Regions from separate parts of the Ovis aries genome. Here region 2 is linked to region 1. The links are chromatin contacts, called in public Hi-C maps. All regions are on one chromosome and are shown on one strand. The core of a region is the stretch at or near the end of the contact, and the rest is flanking DNA. Distances in the headings are between cores, read along the strand shown.

Region 1 (5,577 bases), core at 2,531-5,030:
AAGAGAGAGACCACATTCACATAACTTTCATTACAGTGTGTAATTATAATTGCTTTATTTAGTTGGTATTAATCTACTGTTCTTATTTTATAAAATGAACTTTAGCTTAGGTATGTATGTATATGGAAAAACACAGCACCCTCTGTAGTTTCAGGCGTCCACTGGGGGTCTTGGAACCTATCACCCCCTTGGATAAGGGAGACTACTGTATTCAAAAACATGTAACGGTGACCTCTACCACATATAGACACTTGATCATTTAAAAAAACATTAAAAAGGGGGAAACATTAACTCAACATAAATGCCAAATAAAGGTCATTTTAAAAACTGAGTGATATCACAAATGTTTGTTGATTTGTGGCAAAAACCATCACAGTATTATAATTATCCCCCAACAAAGTAAATAAATTAATTTTAAAAATAATAATAAATAGATAAACAATAAGGTCCTACTGCATAGCACAGGGAACTGTATTCATTATAATATAATGAAAAGTGGTATGTATATGTACAACTGAATCACTTGGCTGTACACCAGAAACTAACACAACATTGTAAATACTCTATACTTAAATAAATAAGTAAAAATAAATAAAAGACAAAAAATAAAAGAGTCTTGACAATTTTAAATACAGTATTAATTGCCCTTGATCTTTGTTTTCATGATAAATATTCCTGGTGTGGAAGAACTGATTTCATTTGCACTGATGTTGGTTGAATTGAGTGTCTTGCCTCATGTTGGGTATTAGGTACATGTTTCTTCCTATAACTTTCCTGTTTTTAAGGATGCACTATTTTGCTTTACAAAGAACTATAGCCTAGAGCAAATATTCAAACACTGGAAAATATCAGCTGACATAATTGGGTTCAGTACAGTTCAGTTCAGTTGGCCAGTCATGTCTGACTCTTTGCAACCCCATAATTGGGTAGTATTAGAATAACATGGCGGAATTACCAAATTAGGGACTTCTTCCCAGATAGCTCAGTTGGTAAAGAATCAGCCTGCAATGCAGGAGACCCTGGTTTGATTCCTGGGTTGGGAAGATCCGCTGGAGAAGAGATAGGCTACCCACTTCAGTATTCTGGCCTGGAGAATTCCATGGATGTCGCAAAGAGTTGGACACGACTGAATGACTTTCACTTCACTTTGCTTCTAAAACTTATTTGTTGGAACACTAATCATAGGATTTGAATAAAGCTTACTCATATAATATATATATAAACATAAATATTCATTTTATTTGCAAGAATGGCTCACAGATTAGCAGCAGACAGGTCCACAAACACATACTTATAACATGGCAAAAGCTACGTGCAAAACTGATGACATCACCAGTTCTCTCCTACATGCTCCTGTTCCAGATCCCAGAAATGTTGATCTTGACCTTTGACTCTGAGTGTCAGTATTCCCTGCTCTAACTTTTAACAAGTCAGTGACAGTGAAGTCGCTCAGTCGTGTCCAACTCTTTGCAACCCCATGGACTGTAGCTACCAGGCTCCTCCGTCCACGGGATTTTCCAGGCAAGAATATTGGAGTGGGTTGCCATTTCCTTCTCCAGGAGATCTTCCCAACCCAGAGACTGAACCCGAGTCTCCCGCATTGTAGGCAGATGCTTTACTCTCTGAGCCACCAGGGAAGTCTGACATGTCAGTGGGTTCCTTCAAACAAGAAACTTCTGTATGTTGATTGCTAAGCTTTGATTTCCACAGAATAGTCATAGATTTTCCTACCACCAGCAGTTAGTATCATACAACCCAAGAGAGGAGAGAGTTTCCAGGAGGGAGGGGACAGCTGTGTGAGTCAGATGGGTGCTGATCAAGGCTGTGAACTGCCTGAGGGAAGGTCAGTGGCATGCACCTCCTACTAGAAAGTCCTGCTCTGACCTCTGGACATTCTACACAGATAGCTGGGCTGGGGCGTTGGTAGGCTCCACCTGTTCTGGACTGCCCACACCTTCCACAGCCTCCGAGCCTTTGCAGAGCTGTTCCTTCTTCCTGGAGCATCTTTCCCGAACTGCCCCAGTCACTGGGTCTCTCTTCAAACGTCACCTCCCACCACCCTCTCCAGTCACTCTCCTTTAATTCCTTCTCACCATCCTCCAGAGTCTAGCATTGCTTTATTTATTTGTTTGGTTCCTGTCCTCCCCCTTCCTCACCTCCACCCTCCATGGAATGTCAGGTCTACAAGAGCAATCATCTCTGCTCAATTCCCAGACTCTAGAACAGTGCCTGGCACAGAGGAGGTGTTCAGTGAATACTATTGACTCCATGGAGTAGACAGGTTCAGACAGCTTTTTAAAGCCACCTCTCTGGATTTCTCTCTCGTTTCTCGTTTGTCAAAGGGGGAAGGGAACTCCTCTGCAGCCCTTTTCAAAAAGGCATTGTTAGTCCCATAAACCGAATCCTTAGATGAGCAAACGCCTTGTTGGTTTCTGGTCAGCTGCAGCACTGATTGTGGCCAGTGGGTGGAAGCAAATCACTGTGGCTGAACAACGACAAAGCCTGGGCCACTTGGTGCTCAGAACACCTGAAATTTAATCTCCCAACAGCCAAGCCCGTTATATATATTATATATATATATATATATATATGTATATTTGAGAAGCACACACACACACACACACACACACACACACATATATATACATATATATATATTTGAGAAGCAAGACTTTCTTAAACATAGTGTGCTCACCCCTGCAGCCCTAAAGGAAAAACACTGAACTGCTTTGAAGTCAAATCTCAGTTCTGCCATTTACCAGCCAGGTGACCCGCAGGTTCACGTCTCTAAAGAGGGGGTGTTATTTGCTCACTGGGTCATTATGAGTCTCCAGCAGGTAAAGGCTGTGGAAGGCAGCATGTGGGCTCAGGAAAAGGCTTTGAGGACTGCAGGAGGAGCCTGGACCTGCAGAGAGTCCCCCTCAGGAGCACCTCATTCTCTAAGCTGTCTCCACCTGCCTCGCTCTCTTCCTCCCCAGTGACCCCCACTCATTCTGCACCCACAGAGCAGGTGCCCACGTGCTGAATACAAAACACACTGCATGGCGGGGTTCACTCTACATGGACCCCCACAAACCTTGAGTGTGCACCTGCGCTGGCATTGCCACCCATTTCACTGGCCCATTCATCCTTCCACACTTCTTGTCCCTTTTCCACTCCGCCCCTCTCCTGAGAACACCAGGACCTTCTGCCTCCTCGTTCCCACCATGTTCTTGCTTCTTATTCCGCTAAGAAAGAAACAGTAGAGTTCCATGTTCTCCCAGTGACCTGCCTGTCCCTGTGGAGGCACTGGAGGAGTTCCCATCTGGGCGCACCCCACCTCAGTTCCCCAACCCCGCCCCAGAGCACAGGACGCCAACCGCTCCCACCAACCCAAGGACGTTGCTTTGCCACTGTCGCCTCTCTTTCTGCGTCTTAGTTATCTTGCCTTCTGTCAGTCATCCCTGTGAGCCTACAAACAAGCTGTAATATCTCTCATCTTAAACCTTCCTTGACCTACACAGGCGCCTCTTCCAGCAACTCTCCCATTTCCTGCTCCTCTTACAGCACAACTAACTTCCTGGAAGAGGTGCCCACACCCCATCCTCTCTGGACCCCACTTCCACCAACCTTCCTAGGCGTTAAAACCCGCTGGTTAAGATCACCGATGACCTCCGCTCTCCGACGTCGTTCTCAGCCCTCACCTCACCCACTCTGGGGGGAGTCCTGGGCACAGAGCTGTGGGCTGCCGTCCTGGAATATTTCTCCTCTCAGTTCCCAGGACTTGTGTCATCCCTCTGCTTATTTACTTCCTGGCTGAGCTGGCAAGCCCCAGGGATGGAAAGTCCAACCAGTGTGGACCGCGCCCCATGGACGGTCATATCTGCCCTCCCGACCTCTGCCCTTCCGACCTCTGCCCTGAAATCTGATGCTTGTACCTGACTCCATTTGGATGTTGGATCGGCTTTTCATACGTGCCTTTTCCAAAACAGAACTCTCCATTTTAATCCCTCCTAACCCGCTTCTCCTCCTGCCCTGCATCCCCATCTGTATACCACAGCCACAGCCCAAAGCCCTGGAGTTGTCCTGGACTCCTCTCTTTGCCTCTTACCCACCTCTGACCCCTTCAGAAAGTTCTCTGCTCTTGACCTTTGCAGTCCATGCTGAACCTGGTGCAGCTCACCACCTGTACTGTGACCACTGTCATTTCCCAGGACTGGCAGGAGCCCCTTAACTTCTCTCTGCATCCTGTCACACTATTCACCTGCCCAAACCTGCCAGGGCCTCCCCAGCCCCTTCCCCACCTTTTTTGCCTCAGAGCTAAGTCAGATCCCTGACCCACCTGAAGCTTGATGAGATCAGCCCCCAATCCTCCTCCTGCCTCAACTCCCAACACCTCCCCTCACTCACTCTGCTCACCCACACGGGCTTCTTGCCTGTGAGGGAACACTGTCTGTCCCTGGCCTTGGACTTGCTGTTTCCAATGCCTGGAACTCTCTGACTCAGGTAAGCACAAGCTCCCTTCAGGTCTCTGCTCACCTGCTATGTCCTCGGAGAGGCCTCCCCAGACCCCTCTATCTAAAATAGCACTGTCTTTTATCACTCACTGGCCCCTTGCTTGCTTTATTTTTCTTCACAGCCCTTATTGCTTCCACTTCATTTTATTAGATTTAGGGGTTTGTTTATGCTCTTTTTCCAACTAAAAAGTTAGCTCCATGAGCTTAGATTCTTGTCCATCATGTGTCACCTGTACCTAGAACAGTGCCAGGCAAGGTCTAGGCTCTTGCATTTTATTTTATGGATGGATGAATGAGTAGATAGATCAATGGGTGAATGGATGGATGGATAGATGGATTGGTGGAAGGGTGGATAGATGGATGGATGGATAGATAGGTGGATAGATGGATAGATAGGTGGATGGATGGATAGATGCATAGATGGGTGGATGGACAGATGGGTGGACGGATGGATGGATCGATAGGTGGATAGATGGATAGATAGGTGGATGGATGGATAGATGCATAGATGGGTGGATGGACAGATGGGTGGACGGATGGATGGATAGATGGGTGGATGGATGGAGAGATGGTTGGATGGATGGGTGGGTGGGTGGATGGATGGATAGATGGGTAAATGGATAGATAAATGGATGGATAGATGGATGGATGGGTGGATGGAGGGATGGATAGATGAATGGATAGATAGATAGATGGATAAATGAATGGATGGAAGGGTGGATGGATGAATAGATAGGTGGGTGGATGGATAGATGAATCAATGGATGGGTGGATGGATGATGGCTAGATGGGTGGGTGGATGGATAGATGGGTGGATGGGTGGATGGATGGATAGGTGGATGGATAAATGAATGGATAGAAGGGTGGATGGATGAATAGATGGGTGGGTGGATGGATGGATGGATAGATGGGTGGGTGGATGGATGGATAGATGGGTGGGTGGATGGATGGATGGATGGATAGATGGGTGGGTGGATGGATGGGTGGATAGATGGGTGGATGGATAGATGAATGAATGGATGGGTGGATGGGTGGATGGATGGATGGGTGGATGGAAGGATAGATGGGTGGGTGGATGGAT
Region 2 (5,734 bases), core at 341-2,840, 90 kb after region 1:
CCAGGTTCAGAATCCTACCCCCTATTATCTACTAGCTGGAGCAAGTTCTGAACCTCTCTACTTCTTTTTCCTTACCTATAAAATGGGGATAATAGTAACACTTATGTCATTATGTTGTTGGGAGGAGGGAGATGGCACAGGCACGCAGCAGGATTCCATAAATGGTAGCCCTTTTGACCATGACTGTCTGCCCGCCCCAACTCCCCCTGAGAGGAGAGCCTGTGTCTGGCTTGCTCATAGCTGCAACCCCAGGGCCCAGAACCATGCTTTGTACAGAAAAGCCATTTCAGTAGGTTTTGATGTAACTGATCTCTTTGTTTCTCTCTGAATATTTTTCCCTTTTTCTATTCTCCCCACTCCCCATGCAAGAGAGGCTGTTAAGCAGACTGAAGGCCTCCCAAGGCTAGAACGAGAGGAAGGATGGACAGAGTGATGATAGCAGAGATATCGTGGGTGCTGAGAGGCCCCTGCAAGAGCCCAAAGGAGGACCTGCCAGAAGGACCCCCAGTGTGGCCCAACTCAGCAGAACGATTCTTACGCCCTCCACAGAAGAAGCAGAGAGGGATGTTGGCCCCCAAAGGCACCAAGGCAACCCATGCAGACTCAAGGCTGGGAGACCCAGAGGCCTACCCAAGCCTTAGCTCTCTGTACACTCCTCTCCCCAACACCAACTCAGACACAGAGAAAGAGAAAGTTCCACTTCTCACACCCTTGAGTCCTGGCCTGGCAACCATACCTGGCCCTCAGCTAGGAAGTTGCGTCATTGTGGCTCACTGACCTCTCTGCGTCTCAGTCTGTCATCTGTAAGGGGGAGGCAGTTTCTCCCAGATGCTATTCAGTTTTCAGGCTTGATAAAAAGCATGGAAGAACTTTATGTGCTATCTCATCTAAGCCTCTCAAAACCCCTGAGAGATAAGAACTACTATATTATCTGCCTGAGAGATAAGGAAACTAAGGCCCAAAAAGACTTGCAACAAAACAAACCTGGTCTGGGGTTGAGTGGCTGGTCTGACTGGAATCCACCTCACCTCACCCCAGGCCCACCCTGGGTAAGCAGAGAGTGACAATGTTTCCTAAACCACAAAGACCTGTGCTAGTGACAGGAGGCAGCAGGGCAGGGCAGGGGGGCGGGGCGGGCCGAACAGAACAGGAAAGAAGCAGAGTGTGACTCAGCCCTGGCCAGTGTGTTGCAGGGAGACGTGCAATGTCATGCCACTTGGGGGGTGTGGCGCAGCACAGCCTGGTCTGAGTGGTCAGCAAAAGGGCAGAGAAGCCTCGCCCCCTCCAGGCCCCTGTCAGCTGTCCAGGGAAGGCACCTGACTGGTTTCAGGAAGCCCGGATCAAGTGCCAGCTCTGCCTCTGGCACTCAGAGTGACCTCTGCAAGTCCCTCTCCTCCCAGGGCCTCAGTTTTCCCGCTGGGCCCAAGTACAAGAACCTTGGCTGGAGGCTCAGTGGACAGCTATCCTAGTTGGGCTCTCTATTGCCCCCTAGTGGGCAAACTGATGCATGCTTCCCTCAGTTCCCAGGTGAGAACCTGCAGAATCGCCCCTCCCCAGTCTTGATCCCCGACCCTGAGTAGGTAGAGGCGGCACCCACAAGTATCACTGTCAAGCCTCAGAGGAAGGGAAAGGTCCCAAGGAGATCTGGATGGGGTAGAATTCCCATGCCCTGGTTCTGCTCCTCAATCGCTGTGTGAGCTTGTGCTCACCTTCCTCTCTCTGGGCCCGCTTCTCTAAGGACGGCAGTTACAGGATGAAGCCTGATCTGGAAAGCATAAGGCTTGGTTTCCATCCTTCTAAGGAGCTGTGTGGGTGTCTGCTAAGTCGCTTCAGTCGTGTCTGACTCTTTGTGACCCTGTGGACCACAGCCCACCAGGCTCCTCTGTCCCTGGGGTTCTCCGTGCTAGAATACTGCAGTAGGTTGCCATGCCCTCTTCCAGGGGGTTTTCCTGATCCAGGGATTGAACCCTATTGAACCCGTGTTTCTTATGTCTCCTGCATTGGCAGGCGGGCTCTTTAGCACCAGCGTCACCTGGGAAACTCTTAATGAGCCATGTGAGCTCAGGCAATTTCCCGCACTTCCCTGGGTTTCAGTTTCCTCATCTGCACAACAAGCTGATGGAACCAAACGGTCTCAGGACCTCTCTGGCTGACATTTAGGAATCTAAGTGGGAAATATGTGTTTAGGGAGATTAAGAGGAGGTGCAAGAGGCCCCAAGGAGAGCTTCCTTGAAAGAAGGACTAAGTCAAAATTATCTCCCAGGGCTTATAGAGTCTGCTAAGCTGCTGCTAAGTCACTTCAGTCGTGTCCGACTCTGTGCGACCCCATAGACGGCAGCCCACCAGGCTCTCCTGTCCCTGGGATTCTCCAGGCAAGAACACAGGAGTGGCTTGCCATTTCCTTCTCCAATGCATGAAAGTGAAAAGTGAAAGTGAAGCCACTCAGTCGTGTCTGACTCTTCACGACCCCATGGACTGAAGCCTACCAGGCTCCTCCGTCCATGGGATTTCCCAGGTAAGAGTACTGGAGTGGGTTCCCATTGCCTTCTCCAATATAGAGCGTCACATGGCATTGAATATATATTCAAGTTTTTCAATCTGGTATATTTACTGAAAAAACCCTCACCTAGGACCAGACCCTGTACTGGTCACTGGTCATACGATAGCATACAAGACAGACACAATCCTTGCGCTTGAGGAAAAATTCACAGTCAAGTCAGGGGCACTGATTAGTAAACAAACATTCACACTCTTGTCTGAACAGGAACGATAAGATTATGGACAAGTCATAGCCGTAGCAGTGTTGGAAAATGAAACATCAGAAGGGAGGTAACATGTGAGTAGGGTTTTGAAAGGTGAGGATGAGTAAAACAGGTGCTAAATTCTTCTAAAATTAAACAGTTTTTCCTGTCACGTTGACTTGTGCAAAGATAGTGATCTTAGTGAAAATTCTGCTTTTACCTGGGAAAGAGGGACAAGCAAGTTGTTGATGGAGACAGAAAAATCTAAAAAAAAGGGCTTCTTCTCTGGGTGCCTAAGTTGAAAAGAGGTATCAACAGACTGTGACAAGTGAAGTGAGTCTCGGACACAGAGTGGGATGCAGAGAGGGGCTGAGGTCAAGGGGCAGAGATGTCTGGTGAGCCTTAATAATAAAAAGAAAACTCATATTTTGATATGAAGGACTCAAAATGGCCAAGCCAAACTAGCTGCGTCTATGTGGCCTTGAATTTGACAGAGTCATTGCTTCAAGTTTCTTCCTCTGCTCCAAGGCACAAACCAGCTCAGATTTTCCAGGGTAAACAGCTTCCCCACAGTCTCTCTAGTCATGGGGCCTCTTTTATTGGCAATGTCCCATGGGATGTGTTTGGGTGTGACAAGAAAAGCAGCGCACCAAGCTGGCTCACACCAGCTCACAGCAGTCAGCTGCTAAAGTTTTGGGAATTCTGCAATTTCAGGTTGTTGAAGAGTCATTGTCTTAAAAAATTAAATGATATGAATTTACAATTAAGAGATATTAAAATACAGATGAACAACAAGGTCCTATTGTATAGCAAAGGGAGCTATATTCAATATCCTGGGATAAACCAGAATGAAAAAGAATATATATAATTGAACCACTTCGCAGCATGGAAGAAATTAACACATGGTAAATCAACTACAATTCAGTTAAAAAGAAGAAATGTTAAAATAAAGATAGTACTCAACACTCATGACTTCCTAATGATTTTACTACACTTTACTATTCTTTTACGGTTATCTGCATCCACTGTAGCTGAATAGCGGAACTCTGGCATAAAGATATACATCCGCACACCTCTTTGCAAGTCGGCTTGGTGATTCATTACATTGGTAACTTGAAGTTGGCCACATGGGAATTGGCAAATGTTATAAACTGGGACTTGATTTGCTGTTTTGTTGACTTTCTGGATTAAAGAAAGTGATGGAAAAAATATTAACAAAAGTGCTGAAGCTGAAAGAGGTCTCAGTTTAATGAATGTAGATGACACCACCCTTATGACAGAAAGTGAAGAGGAACTAAAAAGCCTCTTGATGAAAGTGAAAGAGGAGAGTGAAAAAGTCGGCTTAAAGCTCAACATTCAGAAAACGAAAATCATGGCATCTGGTCCCATCACTTCATGGGAAATAGATGGAGAAACAGTGGAAACAGTGCCAGACTTTATTTTTGGGGGCTCCAAAATCACTGCAGATGGTGATTGCAGCCATGAAATTAAAAGACGCTTACTCCTTGGAAGAAAAGTTATGATCAACCTAGACAGCATATTGTAAAGCAGAGACATTACTTTGCTGACTAAGGTCTGTCTAGCCAAGGCTATGGTTTTTCCAGGGGTCATGTATGGATGTGAGTTGGACTGTGAAGAAGGCTGAGCGCTGAAGAATTGATGCTTTTGAACTGTGGTGTTGGAGGAGACTCTTGAGAGTCCCTTGGACTGCAAGGAGATCCAACCAGTCCATTCTGAAGGAGATCAGCCCTGGGATTTTTTTGGAAGGAATTATGCTAAAGCTGAAACTCTAGTACTTTGGCCACCTCATGTGAAGAGTTGACTCATTGGAAAAGATTCTGATGCTGGGAGGGATTGTGGGCAGGAGGAGAAGGGGACGACAGAGGATGAGATGGCTGGATGGCATCACTGACTTGATGGAAGCGAGTCTTAGTGAACTCCGGGAGTTGGTGATGGACGGGGAGGCCTGGCGTGCTGCGATTCATGGGGTCGCAAAGAGTCAGACACAACTGAGCAACTGAACTGAACTGAACTGAACTGAGAGAGAGTAGCGTAACAGTAGATCACATATCAGATTTAATGACAATAAATTTATTGGGAGGAGAGTTAGCCCAGGAGACTAAAATGCAACTCCATTTCAAACGGTGGTTGAATTACAACCACAGATTAACTAGACATACAGGAGTTCACCAAAAATGAAAACCTGGAGAATCCATTGACTACGTGGAATTTACAATCAAGAGTTCCTCCATTGCGTGATTTGCACATTGTGTTCTGCACATCCATTTCATCAGTAAAATTTATAACAAACGTGTATATGTATATAACGTATACATTTGGATTTCTGAAGAACCAGTTGTCAAATATTTGCTGGCACACCCTTGGACAGCCCAAGTTTAATAAAATCCTTTGCAAAGCACATTTCTGAAACTGAGCAAAGGGCTTGTGTGCCAGCAATGCAGAAAGACAAACTCTGACAGAGGAAGTTTGCAGCAAAGTAAGGGTTTATTTCAGGGCATCAAGAAGGAGGGAGAGACAAGACTCAAATCCACCCCAACATGGTCTTTGAGTTAGGGATTCTTTTTAAAGCAGAAGAACAAAGAGGCTAGGATTAATCATTGCCTAGTGAAGGTTCTTTGTGGCTCAGCTGGTAAGGAATCCACCTCCAATGTGGGAGATCTGGGTTGGGACGATCCTCTGTAGAAGGGAAAGGCTACCCACTCCACTATTCTAGCCTGGAGAATTCCATAGACTGTATAGTCCATGAGATCACAAAGAGCCGGACATGACTGAGCGACTTTCACTTTCAGTGACGGTTCTGTAGCATTTCTTAATTAATTGTAGTTTCAGAAGTCAAGATGTCTCTAGTTTATGATTATTTGACCAGGTGGTCCACAGCTGGGGTGGAGGTAGCGGTCAGTTGAGTCATCCTACCCTGGAAAAACAACCTAAATTTGTACATTAATGAGCATATCTTGTAATGGCAACTGTAG

Evidence for each region. Hi-C and Micro-C count contacts between places; a contact is called where the count stands out from the background.
Region 2: a contact with region 1 is called in a Hi-C map of muscle, with 3 times the contacts expected there. The contact joins the enhancer-like site here to the promoter of TINAGL1 in region 1. A contact is called at or near these places in 3 of 16 Hi-C or Micro-C datasets (liver, muscle and tail adipose tissue).

Annotation. Positions count from the first base shown.
Region 1 is chr2:235,922,382-235,927,958 of ARS-UI_Ramb_v3.0, forward strand. TINAGL1 (tubulointerstitial nephritis antigen like 1) reads right to left here and starts at 3,781. Exons shown (of 13, transcript XM_042245024.1): 1 at 3,610-3,781.
Region 2 is chr2:236,014,246-236,019,979 of ARS-UI_Ramb_v3.0, forward strand. ZCCHC17 (zinc finger CCHC-type containing 17) reads right to left here. Exons shown (of 10, transcript XM_060410560.1): 10 at 5,228-5,734. Among named protein-coding and RNA genes, the nearest start is that of FABP3, 18 kb to the right of the region's middle. Within about 2 kb of position 1,591, at least 25 of the 54 cell types and tissues checked have an H3K27ac peak or open chromatin away from gene starts, as enhancers often do. A contact at or near this core is called in liver and muscle, where this site is marked.